Regions from separate parts of the Gossypium arboreum genome. Here region 1 is linked to region 2. A link is a contact called in public Hi-C data. All regions are on one chromosome and are shown on one strand. Each heading gives the region's core, a stretch centred on a gene start, on an enhancer-like site or on the middle of the called end of the contact. The rest is flanking DNA. Distances are from core to core; before and after follow the strand shown. Region 1 holds the start of LOC108466038. Region 2 overlaps LOC108466045 ((R)-mandelonitrile lyase-like).

Region 1 (2,700 bases), core at 198-2,697, 40 kb before region 2:
AGGCTGCACAGCAAATTAAAAGGATAGACTACATCAGCAAGGAGTCAAAACAACCAATAATCAATAGCCACTGAACAAGAAGTAAGAATTTAACATCATGATTAAAATCCATACTGTGTCTGACCAAAAAGTTGCTCATATTTAACCACTATCGTGATAAATTCTGAGAAGTAAAAAGAACTATGAAAGGAAAACTGCATGATAAACCAGGAATAACGAAACAAGGCCTTTTCCCATCAATCAAATGGTTTATTAATATTCTTCCTAAAAGCAGATGATACTTGATCACCCTATTCCACACTCATTTGCAACCGCTTACTTCAAAAGCCACAAACTTTCTTTTCTTACAGACACAAAAGGGCCTACAGGCGCTAGTTGAAAATCTTATGACAAATTAAAAGGATGAAATGAAGCTGCAGCAGGCAATGCATGTCTCTAAAACAAAATAACAATATCAAAATAAGGGACATTAAGGCAAGCATATACCTGATGACATATCTCGCAAATGATATCTCCTTTCTCGTTGCACCAATGTTGCACGCATTTCCTATGCGCATACTGCAATTTAAAACAGATGGCATTAATAATATCAAAGCAAGTAATGCTAATTTCGATATTTAGCTTAATTTTACGAGGTTCATTAAACTGCAAGCGGAATCTAGAAAGCTCTAGATAATACACTTTATATTAAAAAAAATTCTTAATCAATTTTTTAATAATAATAATAATATTACCTTGAGGCTGCCGCTGCAGGTACAAGGGGTCTCAAGATTCTCAACGGAATCTTCCTCCTGGCAAATGCGACACTCCGCCGTTTGAATGAGCGGCTCCTCTTCGCCGCCTCCACGGAAGATCTCCTTTTCCTTGGGCGAGCAGGATGGGCCCGAAATCTCCGTTGAGGGACCAGCCTCCGACTCCACCGGCTGTAACGGCACCGGCCTCACCAGACGATCCACATACAAAACCAGGTGATCACTCATAATTTCTGCAAAGTTAACAAAATATTTTCAATTTTCATTGCTTAATTCAATCCAAAAAATAAAATAAAAAACCCCGTAATCGCGCTGAGTAAGAGCAGCGAGTCGGAGGTTTCCAAATTGGAAAATGAGGGAAAATAATTCTTTGAAAAAAAATTACCTTTAGCGGACGAAATGGGGAATTTATGTTGGATGAAGGGAAGTAACGAAGAAATCGGGGAGAAATTTTCTAATTAAGCTTCTTTTGCTGCGAACGCTTCTTTGTTTCCTTTCTAAATTTCCAACGATTGTAGTTTTTCTTTGTAGGATTTTATTCTTTTTATCTTTTTTCTTTTCCAAATTTATGAGTTTAGCAGAGGATTCGAGGGTGAGAGACACGCTGACGTCAATGCAAACGGCTCTAAGGGTATTTTTGGAATTTAGAAGTCGCAATGCCATTGCGCGTTACCTAACACTTCTCTCTTATTTCGGTGGCTTTCGACTGGTGTTGGCGGTTGAAACTGGCAACTTCCTCTTAAACATTAATTCAATTATTTTATCCATATTATCTATATTATTATTTAAATCTCTAACTAATTGAGTTTGTTAGTATAACTCAATTGAAAATTTATTATACTATACTCACCTATTTTAAATAAATTATATTTTTAAATAATACTTTTGTCTATTTACATTTTAAATAAAACTAATAAAAATTACAAATGATTAGATTTCAATGCATACCATTAATAAAGCTTAAAACCTCAATTTTACTAGTATAATCAATGTTTCTATACTATTATTTAAACCCCTGGCTGATTGAGTTAATATCACGAGTCAACTAAAAATAACCTCGATTGAAAAATTATTGAGCTGAATAAGTTGTTAATATGCTAATAAAACAAAATCTGAATGTAAGTGACAACGAAAGTAGGCACCTTTGGTTGCATTGCGTAACACAATAAAAACATACAACAAAAAATTGTTTACATGTTTCAGTTTCCCTACATCTCAGAGCATGGATCGGTGAGATAAATCCATTATCCTTAAACTCAATACAAGAAGTGACTTGAGTCCTATCACACTCCAGTATAGTAAGCTCACTATCCAAAGACTAGATTTCTCATATCTAAATTTTCCACCAAAAACTTAAGTTGTAAAACCAGAAAACAAACTGGTTTTACTATCTCAAATGCACTTTAGAAAAAAATGTCTCTCTATAAACCAATAAGTGCTTTCAATACTTTGTATATAAACATATACATCTCATAAATATATAAAAATTCAAGACTTACTAACATACTAGAGGTACTACAATTCAAATCCTTATTAAATAGCAGCTAAAATAGTTAAAATAATATACTAATTAAGACCAAAGTGGACTATTGAAAGATACATCTTTAGTGCTCTTGATTCAATCTCCATAAAAGCAAGGGGTTTGATATGTAAGATCTTATACTATTCAATTCTCAAAATGTGTTTCTCGAAATGAATTTATCTTCATTGACAAGCTTGTATACTTCAATAATATCAACATCGATTATAGCCCAATATTTTGTTTTCAAAAATTGCCAACATTCAAGTAAGACAACTAAATTGGTCGTCACAATGATGACTAAAGTGGACAATTCTATTGCCACATAGACAACTACTTCAAAAACTTACTTCAACAATATCCCTTTTGGAAACTTTTGAACAAAACCATGTAAACCAATAAGCTAATCAATGTAACAACCATAGTTTC
Region 2 (2,836 bases), core at 201-2,700:
CTTACGGGGCATGACATTTTCTTCTCAACTAACTCGAAATAAGGCATTTTCATAAAATTTAATTTAGTTAAGTGATTTTAATTAAAAAGAACATCACGCAAACATGTAAAGAGGGGTTGTATTTTAATTTCTCTTCGAATTTTCAACTTTTGACATCAAAACATCAAGTATGCAACTAGGTACCAATTTTGAGCGTTATGAGGGTGCTAATCCTTCCTCATATGTAATCGACTCCCGAACTCATTTTCCGGATTTGTAAGACCGAATATTACCGTTTTAGTAAATCTAACGCTTTGTTAAAATGACAAAGTTTTGAGGTGATCCAATCACACCTAAATGAAAAAGGATTGACGGCGACTCCGTTTTCGTTTTTAAAATAAAAGTTGATCTCCTAAAAGGTTTCGACAGTTAATCATATATTCTTTAGTTAACTTTAAGAAATATATCAAACATGTTTTATAACTTAAATTTAGAACGTGTTTGATAAATCATTGAAATTTTTATTTCATCGAAAATGAAAATTTTTTTTAATTGTATTTGATAACTATACTAACTTTTTGCTTAATATAAAATCATTTAAAGAAAACGATAAATAAGTAGGTAACTATTTATCATTTAATGTAAAATTATTAAATTGATTTTATTTTTATTATTACTTAATATATTTAATTTATAAAATAACACCTGGTTTCTTCTTCCCATAAGACATCAATACTATTGACCTTATTCCATTTTTATTATCAGCTTCTCTTTTTTCTCTAAGAAGAACATTAATATATGTTGTTACCGAAAGAAAAGAACATCTATTTATGTTTATACATTTATAGTTGTAATAATATAATAATTAATATTAGTTTTGTTGGTTCATTATTAATATATTAGGGTTTGGTAATAATAGAAATTAGGGCAATGTGTATGGCCCACTTCAAACCTACTTCAAGCAATTAAGTTGGCATGTGAATTCTGAGAGACAAAGAGTTGATGTAGTTTTCATAATTATCAATGACCTTATTCAATTCTTATTGCTTAATTCAACAAACTGGATTTGATTGGATTTTTTTTTTGTTCTTATTTAGGTTAAAATATTAAAACAACTCTTAAATTATATTTTTTCTTAATCGAATCTTTATGCTTTTGTTGTACCTAAATAACTTTTTATATGTACCAAAATTTTATTTCAATATAAATTGAATTTATTTAATATAAATTAAAATAAAAATGTGTCAATACAAATTTATAAATTAAACGATTATTGAAGAAATTGCAGAGCAATGCTGTAGAAGGGCTCAATTGGGATAAATTCAAAATTATCATAGTTTAACAACAGAGATATAAAAGAAGCAATTTATGTTCCTGGGTTGGATAAATTCATCTTTTGCCTTTTTCCGTAGGCATGTATAAAAGCCATGCCTATGTGTGGAAATCGGTGAAAGGGAAAATGGAGAGGTCATGATTTGCTTGGAAGAGTGGCAGGCGGGTGAGCTGGCAAAGGAGATACCTTTCAAGCCCAAGTTTCATGGTCAGGCTGCAGAAAAGTGGCTTCCATTTCATGCGCCATCACCACAGGAGGATGGGGTCGAGGTCGGCGCCCGGTTAAGAATTAGGTCCCACTTAAATATTAATAAATTTTATATTTGATTAATTTTAACTCGACTTAAAATATAAACTTATTCGAATCCATTTATATTTACTTGGTAGTAGGTGAAATGTCATTAAAATCAACTCTAAAGTCTTCATCGTCATTAGGCACGGGTTGGCCTAATTTCTCCCATTCTCTAGTAGGGATTTTGTTTGTACCCGACATGATGAAGTGCCCTAATACCGATCGGTTGATGTCTATGGATGAGAGTATCGACATGAGTATTGATATGCAAACGAGTAAATATAAAAGAAAGGTTGGTCCCAAATAGTAAGGTTACAGAACTACCTAGGTCCCTTCCAATTCATTTGGTAATGTCATTGTAAATGATAAGGGCAACATCTAGAAGCCTATTAGACTTGAAGCAATCAATCCATCAATAGTTGATGTTTCGAATGACGATATGTTTAGATATGGATTTAAAGATCCAATAAATAATGAGATTTAAGAATCGATCAAGCATATCTAAGTTAACAATAACGTTGGATTGAGCATAGATGGCGGATTAATTGGACCCTTTTCATTTGACACACCATCGAGAAGTAATAACAAAAAATTTCTAAAATATTCTGAAGTGAGGTGAATATGTGTCATAAGATAGGAATTAATGGCAATAACATATTCACCGGACTTATGATGTTTGAGCTTGGCAATAATCTAAAAGGCTCGTACTAGGTTTTCCTAAGTGAGAGAACATATTCTAAAGAAGTCAAGTAATTTCTACTCACGAAAACGGAAGATAACAAAAATTAAATGATTCTAAGCAATCAACGTCTAAAGTTCAAAATATTATTATTAAATATTCAATTCAAAGATTTATTACTAATAAATTTTATTGTAAAATTTTAAATATAAAATATTAGTTTTATTTGATACAAAATTTGTAAATTATCATTACATTCGATGAAAATATTTAATAAATTAAATCTGATAAGGCAATTTTGGAAATTTTAATCAATATTTTTGAGTATATAACAAACATTGCAAAGTTGAGTTACTGATCACATTCCAATAAACTACATTCCATTAATATTATATGGAAAACACCAAACCTTACCTAAAGTCTTCAATTTTAATCAAATAGGATCAAACAAAATAATATAGCATACCAACTACGGCACTGACCTTAATAAGGGTAATGTTACCTGATTCAAACGCTGAAATATTCCATTCTTTCTAGCTTTTAAGAATATTCCA

The links. Hi-C and Micro-C count contacts between places; a contact is called where the count stands out from the background.
Region 1: a Hi-C map of leaf shows a contact between it and region 2, with 2.7 times the contacts expected there. The contact joins the promoter of LOC108466038 here to the enhancer-like site in region 2. A contact is called at or near these places in 2 of 5 Hi-C or Micro-C datasets (both in leaf).

Annotation. Positions count from the first base shown.
Region 1 is chr3:46,753,064-46,755,763 of ASM2569848v2, reverse strand. It overlaps LOC108466038, which reads right to left and starts at 1,447. Exons shown (of 8, transcript XM_017766406.2): 1 at 1,138-1,447; 2 at 735-985; 3 at 487-558; 4 at 1-3. The coding sequence starts at 980.
Region 2 is chr3:46,713,240-46,716,075 of ASM2569848v2, reverse strand. LOC108466045 ((R)-mandelonitrile lyase-like) reads right to left here. Exons shown (of 3, transcript XM_017766411.2): 3 at 2,634-2,836. Among protein-coding and RNA genes, the nearest start is that of LOC108466045, 3.4 kb to the right of the region's middle. Within about 2 kb of position 1,450, at least 2 of the 2 cell types and tissues checked have an H3K27ac peak or open chromatin away from gene starts, as enhancers often do. A contact at or near this core is called in leaf, where this site is marked.